Regions from separate parts of the Mus musculus genome. Here region 2 is linked to region 1. Evidence: chromatin contacts called from public Hi-C data. All regions are on one chromosome and are shown on one strand. Each heading gives the region's core, a stretch centred on a gene start, on an enhancer-like site or on the middle of the called end of the contact. The rest is flanking DNA. Distances are from core to core; before and after follow the strand shown. Region 1 holds the start of Dhrs3 (dehydrogenase/reductase (SDR family) member 3). Region 2 overlaps Vps13d (vacuolar protein sorting 13D).

The links. Hi-C and Micro-C count contacts between places; a contact is called where the count stands out from the background.
Region 2: a contact with region 1 is called in a Hi-C map of Th1 cells, with 5 times the contacts expected there. The contact joins the enhancer-like site here to the promoter of Dhrs3 in region 1. A contact is called at or near these places in 22 of 39 promoter capture datasets (the 3T3-L1 cell line, 3T3-L1-derived adipocytes, the C10 cell line and 14 more), 7 of 15 datasets of contacts at CTCF or cohesin (CD8 T cells, the G1E-ER4 cell line, the NIH/3T3 cell line and 4 more), 33 of 484 Hi-C or Micro-C datasets (B cells, the Ba/F3 cell line, CD4 T cells and 18 more), 25 of 115 datasets of contacts at active chromatin or transcription factors (the 230-238 cell line, T-cell acute lymphoblastic leukemia, bone marrow-derived macrophages and 16 more) and 5 of 9 other capture datasets (adipose tissue, embryonic stem cells, liver and 2 more).

What each region holds. Positions count from the first base shown.
Region 1 is chr4:144,891,742-144,898,306 of GRCm38.p6, reverse strand. Dhrs3 (dehydrogenase/reductase (SDR family) member 3) reads right to left here and starts at 5,230. Exons shown (of 6, transcript NM_011303.7): 1 at 4,598-5,230. The coding sequence starts at 4,792. It also overlaps a transcript of Vps13d not described here.
Region 2 is chr4:145,171,895-145,178,954 of GRCm38.p6, reverse strand. Vps13d (vacuolar protein sorting 13D) reads left to right here. Exons shown (of 70, transcript NM_001276465.1): 4 at 576-766; 5 at 860-943; 6 at 4,030-4,146; 7 at 5,797-5,901; 8 at 6,707-6,877. Among named protein-coding and RNA genes, the nearest start is that of Vps13d, 20 kb to the left of the region's middle. Within about 2 kb of position 1,519, at least 19 of the 459 cell types and tissues checked have an H3K27ac peak or open chromatin away from gene starts, as enhancers often do. A contact at or near this core is called in CD8 T cells, T-cell acute lymphoblastic leukemia and Th1 cells, where this site is marked.

The DNA of each region.
Region 1 (6,565 bases), core at 3,981-6,480:
GGTTTATGAATCAGGGGTTCAACGATGGCTTCTAGTAAAGGGCCTTTGTCTCAACTTCATCTTGGACACAATCTACATGTCACACCTGCCTCCAAGTGCCATCAAGTCCACCCAAAACAATGATGCAAAAGGCACGTATGTTACCGTACTACAGACGTTGCCACAGCCACATGTAATTCCACTCTCTTCTATAGTGTTACAGCCTCGGGTGGGACGACTGCTGTGTACAATGACAGTCATGCTTATGACCATAATCATGCATGTGACCTCTGTCATTCACGTCACCAGTAATACAGATGATCACTGTCAGCCTGACAGTTCAAAGTATCGTCAGGAGCCAGAAGCCCAAGTAGATGTCAGCATGCATTTCTAGAAACTTATAGTATATTAAGATTAAATCTGAGGGTAAAGATTGTGAGCAGGTGCCTACCAAGTTATACTTTCCCTACTGTACCCTGAAAAAAAACCTTTCATTCTTTACTCAGAGAGATCTGATGACTAGCAGGAGAGGCTGAGACAGTCACTGACAAGGTCCAGTTTCTTATGCTTCTCTACACATCACCTGTCACAAAGCTACTTGGTGTGTGGTTAAGTTATGACAAAGGTCACTGAAAGCTGCCACATACTAATCTTTGCCTTTGCTGTAATATCTAGGTGTGGTGTTGAGTCTTTAGGAAATCTTTGGTATATCTCTACCTGCCTTCTACCTCTGCTACCAGCCCAGAGCTGTGTCATTCCCTGCCAGATGCCATAGGCAAGCTTTGAACTGGGTCTCTAGTCAAGGCAACGGTGAGCATGAGCCACCTTAGGCACCGGGAGTAGGAAGAAGAGCACAGAAAGGAAGGTACTAGAACAAAACTTACAAATAGGCCTGATGGCCTGAAGGCCAGGCCCTGGCTAGCTGCCTCATGCTCACATTCGCTATAAATGTGCTAATACGGAGGCAGATGCAACTCAGGCTGCTTCTTATACTGTCTTCCTTAAACAGGACATTGGGCTCTCAATGAGGATACTCACTTGACCAAGTGCTCTCACTTCTATAGGAATTCAGTCATGGTATGGATGCTTGCCTCTAGCTGGACCAAAAGGTGGGTTACCCAAATTCTTCCAAACAATTCCCCCATAAATCTTCCTTCTGCTTCAATCAAGAGCTCTGGTTAAAACCCTGCTAAAACTACAGATGTGAGGATGGGCCTGAGTTTTGACTGTTTTGTGAGGAGCAATTATGGGGGCACAGTAAATTTTAAAAAAAGTTTTACTCAGGAGATGATCCAACAAGAACCTTCCCCCAGAGTTCCTAGGGTTTTACTGTTTCTGTCTCGGCTCATCTTGATGTCTTGTGTGGGTAGGGAAAACTGTTTTGTGATAAGAACTTTTGAATTCCAGAGGTCAGTGTTCCTTTAAGTCACTGTTAAGGGCTGGAGGAATAGCTCAGCGGTTAAGAGCATATGCTGTTCTTTCAGAGGACCAGAGTTCAGTTCTGAGCATCCACATCAGGCTATAACTATTCGAGGGGATCACACCTCCTCCCTGCTCCCTGCCTTCTACCAGCAAACACACACACACACACACACACACACACACACACACACACACACACACACACACACGTAAATGAAATAAATCTTTTTTTCCCTTTTTTCTTTTTTTCCTTTTTTTAAAGAAACCCTTTATTTGGGTCAGCTTTGCAGTGCGAGGCTCCCCATGGTCTACAAATATTGCAAATCCTACTTAACTCAAGGTCATTATGGGAAACTGGGTTGTCCCGCCCCCTCCTGGACATGCCAGCTGTTTGCACAAGGCTCTGAGCCTCCTTTCTTTCCCCATTTAGGGAATCTCTCCTAGATTCAACCTCACCAGAATCCAGGCAGGGATTTCTCTCAGTGGCAGCTGCTGCTTTCACTGAGGCTGGTGCTGGTGAGTACCTATTTGCACCTGGGACACCACTGACTTCTCCTGGTTTCCTCCCACACTCCTGGGCCACCCCCAGTATCTAGTTCACACCTGTCCCAAACCAACTTAACTGCAAACTCCCAACCCCCACAGCACTCAGCCCTTTGTTGCCAAGCCCACAGGGTCCTAACCACTTCTGGGTCTGGGGGGTTGTCCATACACTGGCCCCAGTTGCATTCAGCTAAGAGGATAGAGTCCACCTTCCCACAGAAAGAGCTGGAGAAAGGCTTACTGAATGCAGTGGCTCCAGTAACTGCAGAAAGTTATGATTCCAGGGAGCTCCGGTGTGAGTGTGTGCGTGTGCGTGTGCGCGCGCGCGCGCGCGTGTGTGTGTGTGTGTGTGTGTGTGTGTGTGTGTGTGCGTGTGTGCGTGTGCGCGTGTGCGTGTGCGCGCGTGTGCGTATGTGCGTGCGTGTGTGTGTGCGTGTGTGTGTGTGCGTGTGTGTGTGCGTGTGTGTGCGTGTGTGCGTGTGCGTGTGTGTGTGTGCGTGTGTGTGTGCGTGTGTGTGCGTGTGCGTGTGTGTGTGCGTGTGTGTGTGTGCGCGCGCGTGCGCGTGTGCGCGCGTGTGTGTGCGTGTGTCCGTGTGCGCGTGTGTGTTTGTGTGCGTGTGTGCGTGTGTGTGTGTGTGTGTGTGCGTGTGCGCGTGTGTGTGTGTGTGTGTGTGCGTGTGTGTGTGCGTGTGTGCGTGTGTGTGTGTATGTGTGTGTGTGTGTGTGTGTGTGTGCGTGTGTGTGTGTGTGTTATTCTGCCAGCCAAGTAAATGGCACCAGGAGTTTCCCAGGCTCCCCTGGCTTTTCTTTGGGGCGACCCCACCACCAATTAAAGGCCCATTTCTCATCAGCCTGGGCTTGTTTCCTGGAAAAGCTTGTCCTTTCCAAGATAGGTGGGGTTGTGCCTTCCAGGGTATGAACCTGTTGGATCCACTCTGCACTCACATCCCCCCCCTCCCCCAGCCTACTTCTGCCTTCAATTTAGGATTGTTTACAGTCGGTCAAGTTTTTCCAGATTGACAAAGCCTTTCTCATAAGCTACTGCAGTCTGCCACAAGAACAGTGGAAGAGTGTCAGGATCAGAGCCAGCTGGAAGATTCAGGCAACTGAGACACACATTGTGTCAAGCATAAGCAACTGTCACAAGTATCCCCTCTGCCAGGGTCCCCTTCACTGCCCTCTTGGTCCCCCTCCACAAAGAGCTTTGGAAGAATTCCATGGAGACCCCCCACACCCCAAGAAGAGAAACCGATGAGAACAACCCATATTTCCTTTTAATTCAGCAACTCCAAGGGTTAAAAACACTTCTGAACTCCCCTTCCAAAGGCAAGGTTAAACAGCTGTCCAAACCACCCAAGGAGATTCAGGAGCCCTGGACAGCTGGAGGACCCCAGGCCCCAGCTGTTCATGCTAGAACAGCTTGGCCAGGGAAGAGTTAATGGGCAATCAGTTTTGGATGATAGTTCAGACTCCAAAGTTCAGTCTCAGCCACCGAAGGAATTGTAAATCTCAGGGCAGTATTTAACAAAACAAAAGCAACCTGGAATTACATGAAGGTTTGGCTTTCCACAGAGCATATTTACTCTAATCCCCAAGGTATGCGGCTCCATGTCAGATCAGCTGGCTAGCCTGGTCCTCCCACCCCCCCTCCTTAGCAACAGTTTAAATTTCAAACTAATTCCCTAGTTTGTTCTTCGTCTTCGCGGGCCGGCTGGAGACAGACCGGCCTGCCGGCCTCAAATCCCTCTCCATTGCTCTTGCCACTGAGTGAGTCAGCCGGGTCTGCAGTTGCAAGTTGGGTGACAGCTGGCTCTCCCTCCAGTACTCTGCAACACCACGTCTCCAAAACCTGGAGCATGGGGAGCTGGTGTCACCCACATAATAAGAGGCAGTGGTCAGAGGGGCACAGTGCCACCTTCCAATCCAGCTGAGAAGGATCCCCTCCGATGAAGAGGGCGGGGGTGGGAATCAAGGTTGAAGGTGAGGACAAGGGCTCTCTTTATCAGCGGCTGGCTACCCCCTCACCCCTCTTTCAGAATTTTAAACACCTGGGCCTCCCAGTCTTTCAGCCGGACTAGACCATCCACGTCAACTCTCTCCTTTACAAATCTGAACCGAGCACCCTATCTCACGTCCCTGCCTAGCTGCAACCTCTCAGCTTGTTTGGGACTAGGCAGCGAGTTGCCAAGCAAAATACCAAGCGCAAGCTAGCAGGGGGTTTGGCTTCCAGCTCTACCTAGGGGCGCGCGCACACCCTGCGCTTGGCAGGGTGCGGGCAAAGAGAGAGAGAGGGCACTACACCTTAGAGAAAGAGTCATGCGGCAAAATGGGTGGGTATTCTAGGTATGGTAGTTGGTAGGGGTAAATAGCCAGCGAGATACCAATCCCAGGGGAGCCAAGCAACTCAGGGCCTGCCAAAACACAGTCCGGTGCCCGGGAAATCTATGAAGGATGAAACCGACTTGCTTCGCAGTCCCAGGTGATGCAAGGAGTGGGTGGCTTGAGACTTTCAGATCGTTGGCGCTGGTTTCCGCACCCGCAGCAGGTGGGAACACCCCCCACGACTGCCTCCCCCTCCCTGCGTGCCAGAGTCCCTTTACCCTCAGCGCCCACTCCAGGTGTCGCAGTGCCACCCCGCCCCCACGCCGTGTACCTTTCTGGCGCCACGCTCTGCGAACTCCCGAGCGAGGTGGCGTCCGATGCCTCTCCCACCGCCGGTGATGAGGACTGACTCCCGCGACAAGTCCCGAAGCTTGGGGGGCAACACCATTCCCACGGCTGCTTTGGTTACCAAATAGATCATTTGCAGAGGGAACACTACCAGCGCGCCCAGCCATTTCCACACCATCCTCCGCGCGGAGGAGCGGGGTACAGGGGGAGGTGGTAGGAGGCGGTGGACAAAACTCCCCGGACAGGAATTAAAAAAAGATAGAAAGAAAACTCCCCCAAACAATAATAAACTAAATAAGGAAAAGGAGGCGTCCCACCTGGTCACTCTTGAACTGATCTCCTTTCAGATGTAAAGGACAGGGCGAGGAAAAATGGGAGGAAAAAGAAAAAAAAAAGAAAAAGAAAAAAAAGATAAACTCTGCTCTGGCGGAGAGGTAAAAAGCGTCTCAGAAGATTGGGACGGTGAGAGGGGCTGTGGAGAGTCCAAGGGGTGGGAAGTTTTAACAAGAAGTTTCTTGCCCCAACAGCCGTTTCGGCTGGGAAATTCACAGGTAATGTTTACAGACCGACAGAAGAGTTTAGGCAAGGCCAGGGACGAAAAAAAAAAAAAAAAAAAGCACCAACCACAGCGCGCACACAGCTACAGTCCGCGGTTTCAAAGTGCAAGATTAACAAAACAAACAAACAAAAAAGCTGTTTCCCAATTGTAGCGCCCCCCTCCAACTTTCTCCAGAAAAAGAAAGGGGGGAAAAAACCACACACAAAAACACCACACACAAAACCTGGGGAGTGATTGCAGCTCCCAATTTCAGTCCGCGAAAGTCTCCCGACTCATTGCTATTCTTGGGCTCAGGAAATTGCTTAAACGCGATCTGATTGCCAGCACCGTGCAGGAGAAGTGGGGGGTCCGGGTGTCAGTTTCTTCTCGTGCACAGCTCGCCCTCGCGCGCGCCCGCTCTCTCCGGTTCCCTCCTCCCTCTCTTGCAGCCCGGGCTGGGAGTTGCCGCTCGGTGTGGCTCCCTCTCTTCCCCCCTCCCCTTTAGTATTTATTGCCTTCTTTTTTGTTCTTTCCAACTTGGTCGGGCCCGTACTGTGGAGCACTCGTGGATAGGACGCCCTAGTCTGCACCGCCCTATTACTTCGTCCGCGGGGCAGCTGCGGCGTGGACCGAAAGGGCGCCCCCTCCTTTTTTTTTTTTTTTTTTTTTTTAATACCCCATTAAGTCTGATTGACAGTTAAAGTTGTTGGGAGGCTTCACTATCGTGCCTCTGAGTGGCTGCGGCGACTTCCCCTCCCCCTGCGCCGTGGCGGGGCACGCGCCTAGGCGCGCACCCGGTCTCGCTGCGTCTCGCACTCCCCTGGGACTCGCTTCTCATTTCTGCAAGCTGGAACTTGCTGCCCTAGTCCCCGAGGGCTCGCAGCCGGAACTCGAACACGCTGCAACCAACTCTGGCAAGCCAGCTTGCTGTATCAGACCTGGCTCCCAGCCTGGGCCAGGTGACCACCCCTGAGCGGCCGGGCAAACCGAGGGGAAACTCGCGCATGCCTTGATGCTATTGGGTCGCCAAGGGTTCATTTCAGGTCACTTGGTCATTCTTCTGCCTCCAGGTAGGACCAGGAGGTTATGTTTCATCATTGCCTGATTCCCATTTTCCTTCAAAGAGTGTACATCCGAAGTTGTATTAACGTGAAGTCTCTCACGTTGAGGTAGAGGGACCCCTTGGGAGGCAGGATTTTGCTTTGGGAGAAAGGGGAGCAGGGCAAAGGACCTCTAACCCCAGGTGCCAATAAAATCCCCATAAGATTAGCTGGGAGCTTATTTATTGCTTATCTGGGCTAGAATTACCTTGACTGACAGCAATTTCCTTAATAACAGAAGCCTGTAAACAACACGTCTTCAAAGCTATGCCACTGTTCAGTTCATCCAGTGTCCCCTCTCTGGGTGCCCTTA
Region 2 (7,060 bases), core at 270-2,769, 280 kb before region 1:
CCAACAGGGCTACACCTTCTAATTGTGCCTGCCACTCCCTGGGTTGAGCATAAACAAACCAATACATTGGTTCTATTTAATTAAGTACTTTATTTTAAAGTGGCTCTTACAGATCTACCCTAACACTTGTTTCACATATGTAGGAACCTGAATGGATAGCTTTCAACTCGGTTTGTGATCCAGGCTGGCTTTAACTTGCCATCCCTGCCTTAGCCACCTTAGTGCTGGGATTAGAGACATGCACCACCATACCTGGCTTGCTGTTTTGTGATTGTTCTTTTTTTTTTTTCTTCCTTCTGGTACTGGGGATGGGATCCAGGGCTTTGCACTTCCAAGTTCTACCAGAGCTAAATGTCATACTCCAAGGTATTGCTCCTGCTGGCCTTGGACTGGGGATCCTCCTGTCTCTGTCTCTTCAGCATTTCCTAAATGCACCACCACACTTGTCAGTTTTTGATTTTTTAACAAAATAAATAATGGTAAAAGCAATCTGTGTGCCTTACGGGGAGGTAGAAATACTTTGAGAAAGCTGAGAAATGTGCAGGTGTCTGATGAGAGGATCCTTCTCCTTCCAGGCTTGATTGGGAAAGTGACCCTCCAGATTCCTTTTTACCGCCCCCATGTGGACCCTTGGGTGATCTCCATCTCTGGCCTCCACGTAATCGGTGGCCCTGAGAAAATCCAGGACTTCAATGATGAGAAGGAGAAGCTACTGGAGAGGGAGCGTAAGAAAGCGCTGCTTCAGGCCCTGGAGGAGAGATGGAAGGCAAGGCATAGAGCCTCTGTGCTTTAGGGGCTCCTGTGACATCCCCAACGGTGAAGCACTGGCCTCTGCTGACACTGGCTCTTTCCCTTGCAGAGTGAGCGGCGGCAGCAGAAGGGAGAACCATATTGGTATTCAGTCACTGCATCAGTTGTCACGAGAATCGTGGAGAATATCGAGGTGAGTCCTGTCACCTTTATGAGGGCGCATTAAGGGTTTCTGAGGTTTCGATGTGTTTTCGCTTCTGAGTTGCTCGTTTCTTGTGGGTTTAGCTGGTGCAGTGTTGGGGGCTGGCTGTTCAGGTGTGCCTTTTTAGAGGTTGTTGCCAAAGGGAAAAACTGAAAAGCAAGTTCTGGCCTGTGAGGTCGACACAGGTCTTTCTTGCTTTAGCTGGTGTGAGTAGGCGTTTTCCTTTTCACTCCCCCTCCCCTTACTTACCACACTTTCTTTTTGAATGTTGGAATCGCACTTGCTAAAGGATTTCTTACCTCAGAAGCCAGGTTACATAGGTCTGAATGACTGGTTTCAGGGCAAATCGTCTAACCTCTCTGGTCATAGTTTTTTCATCTGCAAAATGAGAGAGGTGGGGTCCCCACTGCCTAGTGTGTGAACTGTGACCTCCCACTGATGTATCTTGCTGAGTTTAATGGGCTGTCGTGCAGTGGCCACTTGTTTGACCATTACGAGTGGGATCAGGGGATGAGTCCTCATTCAGTGTCACAAAGCAACCATACTTACAGACTCTAGACTCTCTTGCAGTGTCAAGGCAACCCAGACCAAGTGTGCTTAGTGTGTGTCATGCTTCCCAAAAGTATGACCTGAGGTTGTTAGTTTCATAACTTGGATGAAAAGATTGGTATACTTGGGGGCACCCATTTAAGAAAAAAAGGTTGTTATTATAATGTAGTAATATTTTTGGGCATATGTGCACAATGCTTTATGTGCAGGCGTGTACATATTTTCTACAACAAAGGATTTTTTTGCATTTATTTATTTACCGGGGTGGGCGGGGGTGGGGTGGGGTGGGGAGGAGATAGGGACACATGTGGAAGTAAGAAGATTCCTTGTGGCATTTGGTTCTCTTTTATTCTGTGGGTCCTGGGGATCAAACTCAGGTCATCAGACTTGGTAGCCAGAACACTTGCCTGCCTAGCTTTCTGCTGGCCCCAGAAATGTCTTTCCTCAGTGGGCCACTAATCTGTAGTGTAATCACAGGAATGGTGAGGCCTCTGCTTGGGGTGTTGCTAGTTATGTGTACTCTTTTATGTAGAGAAGCCAAGTCCTGGGTTTTATATCTTTTTTGTCTCTTTTTCCTTGATGGTGCTGAGCCTTGGAGGGGGTAATGTACCTGTGCCATTTAGGGCTAAGCACCCCACCATCACTTTTTAACAAAGTTAAAGTGTGTGTGTGTGTGTGTGTGTGTGTGTGTGTGTGTATACGTGTACATTTAGAAGTTAGAGGACAGCTTGCACAATTTGGTTTTCTTCTTCTACATGACCCCTGGGGCTGGATCTCAGATCATCAGTCTTGGTGGCAAGTGCCTTTATCCACTGGGCCACCTCATTGGCCCATATTATGATTTTGCCATCAATATTAAAAATTGGTTTCCCACCCACTCTCATTCCTGGTCCTGGCATTCCCCTATACTGGGGCCTAGAGCCTTCATAGGACCAAAGGCCTCTCCTCCCATTGATGACTGACTAAGGCCATCCTCTGCTACATATATAGCTAGAGCCAGGTTGGGTTGGGGAACAGGGGGAGGGGGGAGGGAGGAGAATAGGGGATTTTCGGAGGGGGAAGTAGGAAAGGATGACATTTGAAATGTAAAAAAAGAAAATATATAATAAAAAAATTTTTACAAAAAGAATTGGTTTCCTCACATTGGCCTCAATACTGTGATGGTAATCATATTAATATAGTGATAAGTTATTGTTGTTTGACTTTCCTTTTTATTTTCCTTTTCTGTGGTGAGTGTGGTTTATGTTTGGGCATGCACACAAGTTTGTAGAATATGAAGGCCAGAACAGTGTATCAGGTGTCTTCATCTGTTGCTTTCTGCCTTATTGCTCAGGGTCTCTCCTTGAGCTACAAGCTTACTGTTTTGACTAGGCTGGTCTGATCACCAAGGTTCTGGGACCTGTCTGTCTCTGTCCTGTCAATGCTGGCCTTATAGGCAAGTGTAGCCATCCCTGTCTGGCTTTCTGTGTGGGTGCTGTAGAATTGAACTCAGATCCTCATGCTTGCAAATCAAGCATTCTTACCCACCAAATCATCTCCGTGGCCTAGTTTGTGTTTTTATGATGGCTAATGATGCTAAACGCACACTTTCTTGGCCACATATGTTTTTATGTTTATCTTTTTTCTCTGTTTTGTAGTGCTGCTGACTGAATCCAGGCCCTTGCATATGATAAACACACACACTCCTTTTTTTTTTTTTAAAGATTTATTTATTTATTTATTTATTTATTTATTTATTTATTTATTAGAGTACACTATCTTCAGACACACCAGAACAGGTCATTAGATTCCATTACAGATGCTTGTGAGCCACCATGTGGTTGCTGGGAATTGAACTCAGGACCTTTGGAAGAGCAGTTGGTGCTCTTAACTGCTGAGCCATCTCTCCAGCCCCACACACTCTACTTTTGAGCTACTTACAGGTCCCATTGTTATTTTGTAATTCACTGAAGCAGAGTATCGTCTCTCACTCACAGGAGCAAGAAGAATGACACACACAGAGTCACACAGACCTTATGTGTCTTGCAGGTCTTCCTGGGCTCATAGACAAGACAAGCAAGAGCAGTTACGTTGAGTCAGTGATGTTACTCGTTTCCTCTCTCCTCTTTTAAAAAAATTAATTTATTATTATTATTTATTGTTATTGTTGTTGTTATATGTGCAAGGGTGGGGTGTGTGTAGAGGTCAGAGGACACTTTTTGGTGTCTGTCCTTTCCTTTCGTATTTATGAGGGTTCTGGGCATTGAACTAGTGTCACTAGGTTTGTATAGCTGCTGAACCATCACTCTGGCAATACCCCTGCTATTGTTGTGGTTAAAATGTTTACATTGTCTTCTGGAAGGACTTGATTGCAGCCTTCCTGAGATAACATTCATCACAATGAACTGTTATTCTTGAGTGGTTTGTGATCATGTCTCGTTGGAATTTTCAGCACCCTGATATCTGTCTGTGTGTATATGGCCCACACTTAGAGGATTTTATCCACAACAATTATCTAAATGTATTTCCCCTTTCTTTCCCCTTTGCAGTTAAAAATTCAAGATGTCCATCTGCGTTTTGAAGATGGTGTTACCAATCCTTCCCGTCCTTTTGCATTTGGCATCTGCATTAAGAATGTTTCTATGCAGAATGCTGCAAATGAGCCTGTAAGTATGCGATCTGACCACAGACAAAGAATAAAACTCCATGCTAGGAGGCCTGGGGCTCTGCCCTCTGTCCTTGAGTGCTATGTAAGCAGAGTGCTGCTGCTCTGCCTTGCTATGTTTGTGTCTTAGATGCAGGTAACTAAAGTTAATTTGCTGGGAAGAGGAAACACTTGCTTTGGCTTTATACAGAAGCTGAGGTGGGAAGGAAACTCCTTCTGCTTATAGTTTCACTCTCTGCCTGGAATGTCTGTGACAGTTTCCACACAGTCTCTTTTCAGGAAGCTATTATGCGACATGTTTATGGTGTGATAAAATGTTGATTCTCAGTATACCCTTAGGTTTTTGTTTTTACAACAAGGTTTCATTATCTTCCACCAGGATGGCAAGACTATACCACATGGCAACTGACACCCCACTCCATAAAACAGATTAAATGTTTGTTTGTTTGTTTGTTTGTTTTTTTGTTGTTGTTTAAGACAGAGTTTCTCTAGGTAGCCCTTGTTGTTCTAGAACTAGCTCCATAGACTAGGCTGGCCTTGAATTCACAGAGATACTTATCTCTGTCTCTGGAGCCTGGGATTAAAGGTGTTTGCCACCACAGCTCTGCTAGAGTAAATGTTCTGTTGTACAGGGCCAAGGAGGTTGATACTGTCAGCAAATACAATAAACGTTGACAGATCTTTTCAAAGTTTGAAATGGCCAACCTTGATCTAGATTTGTAATTTACTACATAGACAAATATCTCTTTAGATTTCTGGTCCTCTTGTCTTACTTACATCACAAGTGCTGGGAATTACATATGTGCACCACATGCCTGGCTCATAATCCTATAATTTTTATTTACTAGGAAGTCGCTTAAAGGCTTTTGAACCTTTGTGTACTCGTGGATTGAGGACCTCTTCTGGCCTCTGCAGACACTGAATACATACAATGTACAGACATTCATTCAGGCAAAAATCTCCATACACATAAAATAAAAAACAACAGGGCATGGCGGTACACCTTTAATCCCAGCACCCAGGAGGCAGAGGCAATCAAATGTCTAGTATGGTCTATATAGTGAGTTCTAGGCCAGCCAAGGGCTGCATAGTGATACCCGGCCTCAGAACAAAACAAAACAAAACAAAACAAAAGTTAAGGCAAAACCAAAAAACCTACAGCAATTTACTTTCTACTTCTGGAGACAAGAAATGGGAAACTAATGAGTCAGAAGGCTTCTGCAACCCTGAGGGTCAGTGTGTCCATACCTCCCTCCATCTAATGGGTACTAGAAGCTCTGGTTCCTTGTGGTGTAGATGCAGCATGCTGGTCTCTGTGTCTAAGCTCACAAGGCCTTCTCTCCTGTGTCTTTTTCTTCTTAAAGGACCCGCTCATTTACTTTGCTTACACTTATCCAGCATGGCCTCACATTAACCTGATTCTGTCTGCACAGATGGTGTTTACAAATCATGACACACTCATACTCAACCTGCCTTTGTCTCTTGAGTGCTGAGATCAAAGGTCCAGATCTTGCAGGGATGGAGTTTAAGCTGTATAAGAGCCGACTGTCTTCTATCTCTTGTCCCTTGTAGAGTGCCTGATGAGTGAACAACAGTTATATCTGAAATTAATGGTGATCGATCATCCTTTTCTTCCTCTTTCTTCCCTCAGGTACAGAAACTAATGCGAAAGAAGCGATTAGACGTGGCTGAGTTTAGTATTTATTGGGATGTCAACTGCACTTTACTGGGGGACTTGCCTCAAGCGGAGTTACAGGTACGTTCTGCTTTGGGGCTTCTGAGGACATGGTTCAGGAACCCTGATCTGCAGGCTGTGCTCCCTGTCTACAAGCATCTTCTCTCGAGAGTCTGCCTGAGGTGCTTCTCGTGTCTAAAGGTTTCAACTTCAGAAGCACAGGAGCTTGTGCGTTTTAACTTGGATCAGGCTACTTCGGTGGATTTTGTGCTTGTGTCTCTTTTTCATGTAAAGTTCTTTTTTTAATTTAATTAATTAAATATATTAATATTTAGTCATTATTAATTTAACACATTCAGTTAATATTAATAAAATCACAAATACCAAATGGGCCTAATTATTAATAGAAAGTTTAATTATTAAATATCAGTTAATATGTTTAAATAATAAATAATTAATTAAATTAATTTGGAGGCAGGGTCTCTACATATCCCTGGCTGTCCTAGAACTCACTATGTAGAATAGGCTGTCCTAGAACTCACAGAGATCTGCCTATCTCTATCTTTAGCTTCTACTAATGGCATGCACAGCCATGCCTAGCTAAAGTTCTGTTTTTAAGATGTGTCGGTGTCTCTAATTCCTTGCTTCTTACTGCTGTGTGCCTATGACACACAGTGGTCAACATTTTGTTGGTCAGTAGGAACTGAACATGAAGGTTTCCAGTGAACAGAGCAGCAGGTCAGTTTTTTATCAAGGGACCAAACTGCTTGGGTTTCTCCTTAAACATTACAATGGTGGTGCTCCTTTAAGACAATGTCACTGTTTGGGAAGGACTGAGAAAATGCCCAGCTTAGTCTCTTTGTAAGCCCATGTTCTTGTGACCCAGGAGGCCATGGCCAGAAGCATGGAGAGTCGCAGTCATCACTACATCTTGGAGCCTGTGTGCGCTTCTGCCCTCTTGAAAAGGAACTGCTCCAAGGAGCCTCTGAGGTCGAGGCACAGCCCGAGGATTGAATGTGATATTCAGCTGGAGACCATTCCCTTGAAGCTGTCTCAGGTACAGTGTTCTCCCCAGAGGCTCAGACTCCCTATTGGGAGGTGGAGTAAAGGAAAACCTGCCCTAGGGCAGTGTCCTCCACAGGCCAGAGTCTGTTAGGTGTGAACCCATGTGGCATCAGACCCACTTGGTGTAGATTTTGATTTGGTGTTTTTTGAGTCCTGAGCAAAGAACATGGGAGAA